2 separate regions of the Macaca fascicularis genome follow, and region 1 is linked to region 2. A link is a contact called in public Hi-C data. All regions are on one chromosome and are shown on one strand. Each heading gives the region's core, a stretch centred on a gene start, on an enhancer-like site or on the middle of the called end of the contact. The rest is flanking DNA. Distances are from core to core; before and after follow the strand shown. Region 1 overlaps POC1B (POC1 centriolar protein B). Region 2 holds the start of DUSP6 (dual specificity phosphatase 6).

Evidence for each region. A called contact is a pair of places that touch in the nucleus more often than the background predicts.
Region 1: a Hi-C map of liver shows a contact between it and region 2, with 4 times the contacts expected there. The contact joins the enhancer-like site here to the promoter of DUSP6 in region 2. A contact is called at or near these places in 2 of 2 Hi-C or Micro-C datasets (liver and skeletal muscle).

The regions. Positions count from the first base shown.
Region 1 is chr11:96,420,552-96,427,475 of T2T-MFA8v1.1, reverse strand. All of the region lies in intron 11 of POC1B (POC1 centriolar protein B), which reads left to right. Among named protein-coding and RNA genes, the nearest start is that of GALNT4, 67 kb to the left of the region's middle. Within about 2 kb of position 5,140, at least 4 of the 6 cell types and tissues checked have an H3K27ac peak or open chromatin away from gene starts, as enhancers often do. A contact at or near this core is called in liver, where this site is marked.
Region 2 is chr11:96,313,978-96,321,496 of T2T-MFA8v1.1, reverse strand. It overlaps DUSP6 (dual specificity phosphatase 6), which reads left to right and starts at 2,740. Exons shown (of 3, transcript XM_005571831.4): 1 at 2,740-3,603; 2 at 4,218-4,655; 3 at 5,682-7,154. The coding sequence starts at 3,204. The coding sequence ends at 5,989. LOC123567559 (a long non-coding RNA gene) reads left to right here. Exons shown (of 4, transcript XR_006690572.3): 4 at 1-2,026.

The DNA.
Region 1 (6,924 bases), core at 3,891-6,390, 100 kb before region 2:
TAATATAGTGGTAAATAAGCCTTAATTATAGTCTCCTCCCTACATTGACGGTTTCTCTTTTGTTTCTGCACAACAAATCAGACATAATTGTAAAGGGGATTTTTTTCTGCTTTGGCATGAAGCACAATTGCATTCAATATTTTGGGTGTGTACTTTGCATGTGATTGTAATTTAAAAACCTGGAGAAATACTGGAAGCCAAAAAAAGTAGTGTTTAAAGGTAATTTTTGTTATTGTAGTTACTGTTTCTTTTGAGGGTTGATTGTTTGGTTTTTGTAGACTGGACATTTCCTTAAATATTCATTTCATCAAGATAGGACATGAAAAACATGTCTCTTTAAACCTTAATTTGTCAAATTTCTTAGTAGCATAAAAGAAGTTTGTTATGGTGTAAGAAATGGCCTCTATTTCTACTTTCACTTGATTTAATATTATATTCAGGAAGATTTGTAGACGCAAGTGTACCAGTGTCTGTGCTCTGATGTCTTCTCACTACAGAGAAGAAATTGTGGCATACAGTCTTTAACAGGTGGTATCTTTGTGGCTTGCACTTGTGTCTCTAATGTCAAGCAGGAAATTTGACACAATATTTGTGGATCAAAATAAGCTGTTACTAATCTCTATTTTTAAAGCTTTATTGTTAAAAAAAAAAAAAGTTTCTGTAAAGGAATATACTGGTGGCCATATAAACATAGTTTTAAATTGTTGTTCTCAAATTCCTGACTCTTTATTCTGATTATATTGTCAATTATGTACTAATTTTCTAAAGATTATTTAGTTCAAGATTCCATTTGAGTCTTTTAATGTTTTCATTTCGTAGTTAGAACTAGACCAGGATTCTATCAAAATTATGCTAGGGCATTTATCATTAGCATTGACGTGTGGTGTGGCTACATGGGATGTCCCACTCCTCTCTTCTAAAAAGACAAGCAAGATAAGAATTTGTTTCCTGTATCCTAATATAAAGAGTTTTAAACTGGCTGGGCACAGTGCCTTACACCTGTAATCCTAGCCGTTTGGAAGGCCAAGGCAGGTGCATCACCTGAGGTCCGGGGTTCCGGACTAGCCTGGCCAACGTGACAAAACACTGTCTCTACTAAAAATACAAAAATTAACTGGGCCTGGTGGTGTGTGCCTATAATTCCAGCTACTTGAGAGGCTGAGGCAGGAGAACTGCTTGAACCCGGGAGGTGGAGGTTGCAGTGAGCTGAGATTGTGCCACTGCACTCCAGCCTGGGCAACAGAGTGAGACTCCATCTCAAAAAAAAAAAAAAAAAAAAAAGTTTTAAACCAACTGTAAATAAAATTTATCTTAAAAGACTCTAGGATTATTTTTTATCTTTAGGAAAATTCTTAAATTCTGATGTATTAATTTTATTGTCTTACAAATGAACAAAATGAAGTTGATAATCTTGCTGTTGTTCCTTTGATTGCCAAAATACTGGACTCTTCTCAGAGTTGACACAGTGTTCTCATCTTCATCCTGGCAACTGTGCTTAATATGAACATAATGCAGAATATGTGTATGCATTTCTTTAGAATTAGGGATATTATTTCTTTCAAGTCAAATTAATTTACGATAAACATGCAGTTATGTTATAGAAAAGAATCCAAGGTCTACAGTCTTTTGATGTTCTATCAGTCAAAATAGTTAAAGCTGCCCTGCATGAAGGCATTACATGAGATGCTGAGGGAGATACCAAGCTGGCTGCCTGACCTCAAGAAACAAATAATCTAGCTGGACAGAACTAACTGAGTAAGAAGAAATCAATGTTGGTTTCAGAACATTAGACGTCAAGTATACATAAATGTCGATGAGAGATTGTTATTGGGCGGTATTCAGAAGAGATCATTAATGGGCTGGAGTAAGCTAGAGGACTTCTCTAGAAGAAAACCTTTGACCAGTTCTTTTTTCTTTTTTTTTTTTTTCTTTTTTGAGACAAGGTCTCTCACTCTGTCACCCAGGCTGAAGTGCAGTGGTGCTACCTCGGCTCACTGCAACCTCCGCCTCTCGGGTTCAAGTGATTCTTCTGCCTCAGCTTCCTGAGCAGTTGGGATTACAGGCACCTGCCATCACGCCCAGCTAATTTTTGTATTTTTTAGTAGAGACAGGGTTTCACCATGTTGGCCAAGCTGGTCTCGAACTCCTGACCTCAAGTGATCCGCCCACCTCGGCCTCCCAAAGTGCTGAGATTATAGGCATGAGCCAACGTGCCTGGAGCGAAAGCAAGGTATAAGTAGTTGCTTCAGAAGAAATCAAACATATATGAACCATGGTAATAAAAATGCATCAGTCTAGTTTAGAGTCTTTAAGTTGCCTAAATCAATTGACAGCAGATGTGGTGGGATCCAGGAAGGATGCCTACTCACACACATCGGTCTGTGAATAAGTATTTATTAACTCACTATTCTTGGCTTTAGAGAATGTGAAGGAAAGAAAAATACCTGCTCCAGAGAAGCCTACATTCTATATTCCAGTCAGAGAAATGCAATTCACAGATCTAAAAAATAAACTGTATATAGTATAGGGAACACAAAGGTGAAAAAGGCACTGAAGTCAGAGAGGAAAAGATAGGAGAGGGCTGCAATTTTAGCTAGTATGGCTAGGACAAGAGTCACGTGACAGGTGGCATGTGAGTAAAGAGCTGAAGGAGTGAAGGGAGCAAGTCGTATGGCTATGTGGGAAGGGCCCTCCAGGAGAGTGGGAGCAGTGATAGAAGGCCAGATTGCAGGTGACATAGGAGCCACTGGGGGGTTTCCTACAGAGGGAGGGACATGATATGACTTGTATCTTAACAGGTTCACTCTGCCTGCTGTAAGAAAACAGGTTGGGGATGTTGATGGGGGTAGACAAGGAGACTCATTAGGAAGCTAGTGAAATACTCAGACGGGAGGCAATACTGGCTTGACCCAGGAAGGTAGCAGAAGAGGTGGTGATAAGCAATTGGATTCTGGGTGTATTTTGAAGGCAGAGCCAAGAGGATTTCCTGACAGAGTGAATGTCAGCTGTGGGATTCCCTATCTCCTTTCCCCAGGGACAGTAAGACGTAGCCTTGAGTAATCTCAGGATAGCTGAGAATATCTCCTGGCTCTGCATCATTTTGGCAGAGGGGCTGATGAGAGAAAAAGAATCATGGTTTTCCTGTATTCTGTTCTAGGATCAGAAAAGTGATCAGCTGAATCAGTGCAAGAGATACTCTGCTATTTCCATGACTTTAGGAAGCACACCCCTTCCTAGATGTCATTTGGATTTTTATTTTTTAGCAAAGTACATTGGATTCTCTTTCAGAAAGTTTTTTTGCATCAGCCTACTTTTAGGAAGAAAAAGGTTATACACTTACTTGGAGATTGTCATATGGTATATACTACCTGAAAAATATTAATGTGCTGACAAAATATATGGACACACAAAGAATAAACTTGCAGATACAGAGAGAATATTTCCATGAATGTTGTGGCAACAGTTCATCCTGGTTACTAGACAACATTGCGTAACTAGTTCAGAGTTATTTCAGTTCCTAATTGCTTATATAAGCAAAGATTTGGAAAGACTAAAAGAACACACTGTATGTGAACTTCAATGTCTTAAAACTAAAACTTACAACTTTGAAAGTGTAAAATGGTCATATGCAATGTAAAGTTTTTAAACTTTGCAACAGTTTGTATGGTGGCATTGGATTTGGCAGTTTAGTGCATATGACTTCTGAAACTAGGTGTGTTTATCTATAACTTTGTGGCTGCTTCCTAAGCATTAGGAAACAGACATTTGTATGGTATCTTTAAGTGCTGGTTTAGTGGCTCTGCGGTATGTTTCTCCTGTCCCTGCTCTAAGGGTATGAAAGGAAATGAACTTAGGCATTTATAGGATCCAGGTCTCTGGTACCTCCCTCAATATATCTTCCTTTTAAGAGTTAAGAGACTTTTTATCTTAACTGCAAATGATAGTAAATATGTCAAGTGGATACAGTAATTTTTTATCCGGTAACACAAAAAGTTAAATGTTATACCCTAAGATGCTTAATTGGAGCAAAAGAGGAATTTTTATAAGGTTTGAGAAACAATTTAAAAACATTCCCCTTTGAAATTAAGTGAGGTAATTAAATTGTCAAAGACAGTTAAAAAACAGAATATACATGATAACTAACAAATAAATGAGGAAAAACACAACATTTTCAAAGATCTCTTGCCATTTAGAAATAGAAAACACATTTACATTTTTTCAGATACAATCTTTAAAATAGAGATAGGAGAGAAAATATTAGAGACTGGAAAGAGACTATTTGCAAATCAGTTGGATCCTTGCTTTTGAAGTACATCATGACCCATATGTTATAAAAACTGCTAACAGTTGTGAATGTGATGGCTGACCTTTAAAAAAAAAATTGCTTTGGGATTGTAAAAAAATAAATAAAACTACTAAAATGCTAAAGTGTTTTAGTTTGTTAAAGCAACATGGCTTTTTTTTTTTTTTTTTCAAGATAGATAATCTGGATAGCTGCAAAGTTTACTAACAGTATCCCTGTAATAAAAGATTAACAATGAAAACCAGAGGCTTCTTTCACCCTTCAAATAAAATATGCTTTTTAATAAAAATAGTAATAATCACTAAGTCCCAATTTTTTAATGAAGATATACTGACAAGTATACTAATTTGACCTTCTTTCTCTTTAAGTTTCAAAGTCACAGGGAAAGAAAACATATTAATGAATTTACCAAAAATTTGATACTCTTTAAGTTTTTTAAAATAGTCCTAGTTAAAGAATACTTCATGCAGTGAAACTTGTCCTTATTTCTATTGACAAACGTGATTTAGGACTTGAACTTTGCCATACAAAATGTGAAGACAGAAAAAAAAAAAAAGGAAATTTTACAAAAGGATTTATAAATCATGCTATTTGGGAGCCCAGTAAATACTTTTTAGAATTTCCTTCAGAAAATTAGCACGTTTCTGGGAACTGGAGGTGTTCCAGGTATTATTTCTGCCTTCCAACTTCCTGAGATAGTGTATTTCTAAACTGTGACGCCCGAGACTACTGCAGTAATATCGACTGTCCCAGGCCTGGAAATCTAAGCTGCATCCCCAGTTCCCACAGCTGAGACCGAGGCACGCTGAAAATGCCCAACAGCTCTCAGCCCACACATCCAGTAACAACTGGTTCCTTCCTCTTCCTGTGGAAGAGAAACATCCTCTGAGATGAGAAGAAATGCACCCTGAGGAATGCAAGAACAGCAGTGAGCTTTTCACACAGGAAATTACTATGGTAGCTCCCTGAAAAGTGCTTGTCTCCTGGACTGTCAGCCCATAATGAGCTTCCTGCTGACCTAGAGGATGGTTTACTATGGAGCTAAATGCCATTTGTGGGGCTGTCGGAGTTTCACGGAAAATAGCGAATTTAGCTTTCAGCTGTTCTGTACGTGTATACCCATCTGGTTTTGAGTTATTTGGTGCTGCATAGATAGTAAAGCTATTAGCTTTGCTCCTTTATTTTGCCACTTGACAGTTAATTATTATTTGGTGAAAGTAGTCAGCAAGTCTGCTAACACATATTTTTCAGTCAGTTCTTCCTGCTTTATGCTGTCAAACTATGTAAAATATATTAGGGCTTCTAAAGATTTGGAACCTCACCATCTCAGTGAACTGGATATTAAGGCCAGTGCTGGTCCTGGCCTAGTTCTTTCCGTGTCTTTCAATTTCTTTGCTTTTACTTTCTGAGATTGTCAGGCCACACAATCATACATCCTGAAACATAAATAAAATTGTTGCTTTCAGTCAACCAACCAACCAACCAACCAACCAACCCATCACTTAAATGTCAAATTGACTTCAATTGATTTTTACAATGGAAGTTTTTTTAGTATAATTTGATTTTCTATTTTTTGTCTTAATTCCTAGAGTATTTTGTTTTTCTTTTACTCAGGATAATGATGGCCACTACAAAGCTCATATTTTATATCATATGTACTTTTTAACCTATTTTCCAAAGCACTGCAGAATTTTGGTGGGCCTTAGTATTTATGGTGGCAAAATTCTCATACTTTTTATGTATCTATTTGGATTATTTTTCTGAAGCACATAGAGCTGTTTGTTTTAAGTTGAAGGGGAGATGGAGAAGGAATGCCAGGCATTTCCTTTTCCTTTTCAGAATGTCTTTTTAATGAACATTCCGCTTTTCTCCTTGTGAACAAACCATCTCAGCTCTCAGCAAGGGACCTCTTGAGTGTCTAGTTTCTAATAATCCAATCTCTTGCCTTTGTTCCCCAATTCTAGGGAGCTAGTTTCATACATTTAATATCTCTGCTAACCTCAGAGCTCCCTTTTAGCATTTACAGACTTAGACATCTGTTTAACCAGTTCCCTATATTAAATTCTCTCTGTTAAAATAATGGCTGTACTTTCTGTTTTTCTGCTGAACCCTGAGTGATACATAGTAAATCATCCTAAAGAAATGATGATATACAAACGAAGATTTCTATTCAAGGATGCCTATTCCAACATTGTTTGTAATAACATCAACATGACAAAAACCTTTAAAGGTTTTCTATTTATTTTTAATTATTTAAAATGTTAAAAGCCTTAAAACAGCTTAATAAGCAAAAGATGTTATCAAGTTTATTTCATTTTTTAGTGACTTGTGAGTTTTGACATGTTCATGATTACTGTTTGTTTGTATTTCTGAAGATCGCATATTTGTGTGCTTTGCCCATTTTCCTATTGTTCATTTTTAAATTGATCCTTAGGTAATTTTAGTTAAGATGATTGACCTCGGGCAGGGTGCGGTGGCTCACGCCTCTAATTCCAACACTTTGGGAAGTGTTTGCCGAGGCGGGCAAATCACAAGATCAGGAGTTTGAGACCAGCCTGGCCAACATGGTGAAACCCTGTCTCTACTAAAAATATAAAAGTTAGCTGGGCATGGTGGTGGCT
Region 2 (7,519 bases), core at 1,491-3,990:
AGGCCTTTTCACAGATCCTCAATTCAGAAGCATAAAAAATTAATTCCAACAGCTAATAGCACCCCACCATCACTTTAGGACATTTCACCGTACCCATTTTGTTGTCACAGGGACCCTATGAAGCAGATAGTTTTATCTTCATTATAAAGAAGACTGCAACTTAGAACAACTAAATGATTTAACTAAGGGCGCATACCTAGGAAGAACTGGGGGACATAATGCAAACGAGGGCCGTCCCACTCCAGAAGCCCTTTTCTCAGCATTTCTAGGACTGAGCGGTCAGAACGCCACTTAGCCAATGCGCCAGGAAAGATCGGCATTCCCTTGGCAATAGAGTTCAGAAGCATGGGTAAAAACTACAGTTTCGATGTATCCTCTCGAATCTATAGTCATAGTCAGGTAGCTGCGTATTAAAACAGGCAAAGTGGAAACCCAACTTCCCTCCCTTTCTCTTCTGTTGGAGGTGCTGCGCTGAATCTCCAACAGGTTTGCTCTTCTCAGTTCCTCTGCAGGGCATCCTGCCTCTTCCCTCCCTGTCCCCAGGTCCCAATGACTGAAACGTCTCGGGGTGGGAACTTCTGTGACAGATCGGGGAGGATAGGGGGAGTCAACTCCAGCGCAGGCCTCCCACGGCTGAAACTAAAAGATACCCAGTGAAATATAGGAGTTTTGTTCCAAAGGCTGCCCAAAAATGGTGCGGAGAAGAGCTCGGCAATCCCCACCTTCGTCGAACACGCTCCTCCAGGGGCGGCCTGCCTGCAGCAGAGCTCCAAAATTGGCAACCTGGGCCTCGCAGCCGCCTTTTTTTAGCCTACATTTCCCAAACCAGGGAAGAGGCGGGTAACTAAAAATGCAAATTGCAGCGGGGGTGTCAGCAGGCATGCCCGTGGGTGCGGGGCGTCGGGCGAAGGGAGACCCCGCGACCTTAGGCGCCCTCGCGGTGTTCACGGTGGGCGCAAAGCGCAGCGAGGGACGCTCCCCAAAGCCGCACCCCGCCGGGCGGCTGCCCCCGCTTCCGCCTCTCAGGCATCGGCGGGACAAAGCGCGGCCTCTTTTCCGCCGGGGTTTAGGGAGGGGAGGCCGGATTAGGGCCCGCGCCTTCCGGCCGTGGCCCTCCCGCGCCGAGCTGGCCGCACACAGGTGGTTTTCCGCTCGGGAGGGGCAGGCCTCGGCACTTTTATATAACAATAGAGCTCTGCGCGCCGGGAACGCGCCTCCCCGCCGCCGCGGCCCCCACCCGGCCACGCCTCCATCCGGCTTCCAGTCCGTCCGCCCCGCGGCGCCTGGGCCGAGCGCTGCTCACTGGCCTGGCCGGCACCTCCCCAAAGTTACCTGCTGGCTCTGCAGGGCGGTAGAGACGTTCCCCTCGACTCCTTGGGAGCCAGGAGCCAGGGGGGTCCAGGCAGGCACTCGTCCTTGCTCCTCCCACCCGCCCCACATCTTTATGGAACCGGGAGTCCCGCGCTCAGCCCAGTACCCGTCCACTGCATCGCGCACAACCCCCTGCCCGCCAAGCGGGGAGACGGGGACAGCGGGGCGGTGGCAGGGAGCGCAGCGCGCAGGCGCGACTAGTGCTCCCCGGAGTGCCCGGCGCTGGACAAAGGGAGGAGGCGGCGGCAGGAGAGGGCTGGGGAGGCCCCCTCTGACATGCCTCCCTGCCAACTAACCAATCGTCAAGCCCCCCTGCTGAGGCCCCGCAGCCTGCAGGCCTTCCCCACTCCTCGCCCATGGCGGGGACTGCCGGCCTGGCCCGGCGCGTCCCAGCACACCTCGCCCAGGCAGCCCCGCCAGACCGGCTCCTCCGTCAGAAGCCGAGCTCCTTGCCCAGAAATCATTAACGAGCGCGACCCCCCAGCAGGCGACGGTGGTGATGGGGTGGGGGGAGAGATTTAGATCCCCGGAACAATGGCTTGTAACTCCCCACGCCGCTGGAGCGGAATACAGTAAAAGCACTGGACTGACCTAAGAGTTTGTTTCTGCACTCTACATTGTTTTAAAGAAAATAAAATGTTACTTTAAGAAAAAAGGTTTCCTTCTGATTTTCTGAACAACCAGACGTTTGTTTGTTTGCTTTAAAATGTTTCAACAAAATCCTGGTTTGTTTCGAAATATGTTGGATTAGCATTTAACACCTCATCGGTCACTAAAGCCCAGTCAATTCACCAGCCCCAACACAGCCTCGGCTAAAAGAACATCAGAGCAAACAGAGCTAGGCCTTTAAAACTGGCAAACAAATGCCACACACCGCCTAAAGAAGGGGGGTTGGGGGAGGGGAGGGTTAAGGCGAACTTGGGTCCAAATGAGTTTGAAGAGAATACAAAGAACAAAAAGTCAGCACAAGTTTTCCTAAAGCTAGCTCGCGAACGCTAGCGTCGCGAACAAGGGCTTTTGTGCATGCTAATTGCGCCATTGGTGCGCAAAAGTTCCGACGCGAAGTGTGAACTCTCAACAGAAGGAAACATGAGACAACTGAAGTGCCCTGGTTTATGTGCCCTGCTCCTCCTCCGCTGCCGCCTCCCCTTCTTTCTCCTTCCTCCCGCCGAGCCCGCTGTTGCAGCTTGTTTGCACTGGGGCTTATCCGGAGCGGAAATTCCTTTCCGTTTTTGTGAATGACAAACTCATTAACAATTCATCAACACAACCTGTTCCAGCCGGCCCGTCCCCACGGCAACAGCCCCTTCCGCAGCACGCTCATTGGCTGGCCCGGAGAATGTATCCATTGAGACGCTCGCTGTTTGTATCCATTGAGGAGCTGCCTCGCGCAGGGGGTGTGCGAGGCTGAGTCCAAGGGATAGTGAGCAAATCGAGTCTTAAATAATCCGGGGAGAAAGACGCCCGGGTAGATTTGAGGTGCAGACTTGGCGGGAGGGATTAGGAACCGCTAGACTTTTTTTCCTCCCCTCTCAGTAGAACTGAGTCCGAATTAATTGGATTTCATTCACTGGGGAGGAACAAAAACTGTCTGGGCAGCTTCATTGAGAGATTCATTGACACTAACAGCCAGCGGCTGCAGCTGGGTGCAGAAAGAACCTCCGGCTTTACTTCTGTCTCGTCTTCCCCAACCGCTAGCCTCGGCTTGGGTTAGGCGAGGCGGAATTAAACCCCGCTCCGAGAGCGGCAGCTTCACGCGCAGCGCGCTCGGCCTATGCCTGCCCCGAGGGGCGTCTGGTAGGCACCCCGCCCTCTCCCGCAGCTCGACCCCCATGATAGATACGCTCAGACCCGTGCCCTTCGCGTCGGAAATGGCGATCAGCAAGACGGTGGCGTGGCTCAACGAGCAGCTGGAGCTGGGCAACGAGCGGCTGCTGCTGATGGACTGCCGGCCGCAGGAGCTGTACGAGTCGTCGCACATCGAGTCGGCCATCAACGTGGCCATCCCGGGCATCATGCTGCGGCGCCTGCAGAAGGGCAACCTGCCGGTGCGCGCACTCTTCACGCGCGGCGAGGACCGGGACCGCTTCACCCGGCGCTGCGGCACCGACACAGTGGTGCTCTACGACGAGAGCAGCAGCGACTGGAACGAGAATACGGGCGGCGAGTCAGTGCTAGGGCTGCTGCTCAAGAAGCTCAAGGACGAGGGTTGCCGGGCGTTCTACCTGGAAGGTACGCGCCCGGGGAACTCCGCGCGCGGGGCAGGGCGAGGGGCGCAGGGCTGCGGGCGGGGCGCGTGGACTGAAAATGCCTCTGCTGCGCTCAGCTGGCGCTTCGGAGCCGCGCTGCTAGCCTAGGGGCCGGCAGCCGGCAAGGTATCGGCCGCGAACCGCGCGTTCCGCACCAGAGAACCGGGCCGGCTCAGAATCCACCCGCTTCCGGCTGCGGGTACCGGCGGTTTCTTTCTAACGGGTTCTGCGCCTTCTTACCCAGAACATTCTCCTCCATCACCCTATTTTCTATCGTTCGATTTTGAATTAAGATTTGGAGGACCGGAGAGATTGTTGGGGATGCAAATTGGCACATCCTAGCTTTCAAAATATTCCAAAAAGTTGCCATTTTGTGTATTTCCGGATTCAAACGAATAAGGGTTCTCTGGCGAGGCGGGCCCGTTCGTTCCATTCCCGAGGGTGCACATTTAAAGTGTATTTCTATTATTTATGGTTCTGTATGTAGGGGGTTCGTAGGGTGCTTGTGGTGTTTCTTGCGCCGGGTTGCGGTTCTTACAAGCTGTGAAAACTACTACGGCTTCTCGGGTTACACGATTGCTTTTCTCGTTCTGGCAGGTGGCTTCAGTAAGTTCCAAGCCGAGTTCGCCCTGCATTGCGAGACCAATCTAGACGGCTCGTGTAGCAGCAGCTCGCCGCCGTTGCCAGTGCTGGGGCTCGGGGGCCTGCGGATCAGCTCTGACTCTTCCTCGGACATTGAGTCTGACCTTGACCGAGACCCCAATAGTGCAACAGACTCGGATGGCAGTCCGCTGTCCAACAGCCAGCCTTCCTTCCCGGTGGAGATCTTGCCCTTCCTTTACTTGGGTTGTGCCAAAGACTCCACCAACTTGGACGTGTTGGAGGAATTCGGCATCAAGTACATCTTGAACGTCACCCCCAATTTGCCGAATCTCTTTGAGAACGCAGGAGAGTTTAAATACAAGCAAATCCCCATCTCGGATCACTGGAGCCAAAACCTGTCCCAGTTTTTCCCTGAGGCCATTTCTTTCATAGGTGAGACTAATTAATAGTAGTCGTTCTGACATTTAAATGCAAAATTCCCAGCCATTCATAGAGTTTAAGCTGTTAATCGTTCTTGCTGCTTGCTAATTTGTCGTACTGCAGGTCTCTAATTTTCCTAAAGCGTCCTTAATTCTGGTTTATCTTCTCGCTAAGGGAAGAAAACCTGCCTTTTGATATGGCTGCAGATTACAGGTGTATTTGAAACGCTGTTTCTGTGAATCTTTGAATTCAGTCATTTGACAGTCGTTCATAATCGGACAACAGATTTTTCCCACAGTCTTGGACTCAGGGGAAGGGTCAGATAGAAGTATTCACTATAGACAGAAATTCCAGCATTGCTTTATAATTTTAAAAAACCTAGGAGTTATTTTAGGACGTCAAGTTAGTTGTTGGAAAGCAGTATGAATGCTAAATGTTATCCAGTTGAATGATACTGTGATACTGGTAACAGTGAGACAGTGGGTAACCTGAGCCCAGAAGGAAGAACTGTGGGCTGGAAGCCTGGGAGAAGTGAATCTCCAGGCATTGTAATGCATTTCCTATTACAAAGGAACTCATTTTCAGGCCATGTCGACATCCTGTTCCTCCTAATGGGCCGTCCCCTGTGACTTCCCTCTCTCTTTTAAAATGCCTGAATACCTCCATTGTTAGCTGCACAACATTTGGAGAATAATTTAATAGACCCTTGCAGTCTGGTTGTCTGTATAAAAGGCATTCACGAACATATTGCAGGGTTTCTGGTATTCACATGCTGAGGCAAAGAATGCACCCATTAAGGAGTTTTTTGTTGGCAGAAACTTAATACAAAAGCTCTCTTTTCAGAAAATATCTGAAATATGTAATTGTGTCCAGTGTACATGTTTAATTTCAATGATACATTTTCTGCTGCTTGTAGGGCTCAACTGCCACACACAACTATTATTACTATTATATTTTTAAGTTCACTTCTTAGACTGATCATTCACAAAGGGTGGTTTTCAGTCTACTGAGATCTTGCTTTTCTTTTTGTGTTCACAGATGAAGCCCGGGGCAAGAACTGTGGTGTCTTGGTACATTGCTTGGCTGGCATTAGCCGGTCAGTCACTGTGACTGTGGCTTACCTTATGCAGAAGCTCAATCTGTCGATGAACGATGCCTATGACATTGTCAAGATGAAGAAATCCAACATATCTCCTAACTTCAACTTCATGGGTCAGCTGCTGGACTTCGAGAGGACACTGGGACTCAGCAGCCCCTGTGACAACCGGGTTCCAGCACAGCAGCTGTATTTTACCACCCCCTCCAACCAGAATGTCTACCAGGTGGACTCCCTGCAATCTACGTGAAAGACCCCACACCCCTCCTTGCTGGAATGTGTCTGGTCCTTCAGCAGTTTCTCTTGGCAGCATCAGCTGGGCTGCTTTCTTTGTGTGTGGCCCCAGGTGTCAAAATGACACCGGCTGTCTGTACTAGACAAGGTTACCAAGTGCGGAATTGGTTAATACTAACAGAGAGATTTGCTCCATTCTCTTTGGAATAACAGGACATGCTGTATAGATACAGGCAGTAGGTTTGCTCTGTATCCATGTGTACAGCCTACCCATGCAGGATTCGAGGACTTCCAGGCGCATAGGGTAGGACCAAATGGTAGGGTAGGAGCATGTGTTCTTGAGGGCCTTGTAAGGCTGTTTCCTTTTGCATCTGGAACTGACTATATAATTGTCTTCAATGAAGACTAATTCAATTTTGCATATAGAGGAGCCAAAGAGAGATTTCAGCTCTGTATTTGTGGTATCAGTTTGGAAAAAAATCTGATACTCCATTTGATTATTGTAAATATTTGATCTTAAATCACTTGACAGTGTTTGTTTGAATTGTGTTTGTTTTTTCCTTTGATGGGCTTAAAAGAAATGATCCAAAGGGAGAAAGAGCAGTATGCCACCTCTTAAAACAAAACAAAACAAAAAAATTGTGCTCTTTTCTAATCCAAAGGGTATATTTGCAGCATGCTTGACTTTACCAATTCTGATGACACCTTTATGGACACTATTATCACTAAGAGCTTGTTATGGCGAAGTCTTTAGTCTTTTTCATGTATCTTCCTCATGATTTTTTTCTCTTTATGTAGTTTGACTATGCCTTACCTTTGTAAATATTTTGGCTTGTGTTGTCTCAAAGGGGATAATCTTGGAAAGACACCAAATCATGGGCTCACTTAAAAAAAAAAAAACCCTTCAGCTGTGCTAAACAGTATATTACCTCTGTATAAAATTCTTCAGGGAGTGTCACCTCAAATGCAATACTTTGGGTTGGTTTCTTTCCTTTAAAAAAATTGTATAAAACTGGAAGTGTGTGTGTGAGCATGGGTACCCATTTGATAGGAGAAATGCATTTGATTGTGAAGAAGGGAGAGTTAAATTGCTCCATTATGTTCGTGGTGTAAAGTTTTGAGCTGGAATTTATTATAAGAATGTAAAACCTTAAATTATTAATAAATAACTATTTTGGCTATTGAGTGTGTATTTTAAAAAAAATCTCAGTTACGCCTGTGTATGAAGTGACACATTTTAGAGCTTTTTCATTCAGGGATTGATTTTGACTTGTAGGCATAGCAGGGCAAAGTTCTTTTTAAGCTTTTCCTAGAATGTTTTTCAGCAGCAGTTTATGAAATTCATCATTTGTCACAAAGATAACATCCTAGAATGGACTATCATGTATATGAACAATACCTTTTATGAGTATAGTTCAGGCTTAAAATTTTAAAGCCCCTGAAGAAAAATGAATCTATAGAGCATAGCTTGCTAAGGAAGAAAATTTGGATATTAACCACAGAGAGGTGTAGCAGAATAACAAGATGACAGCCACATGTTAACCTC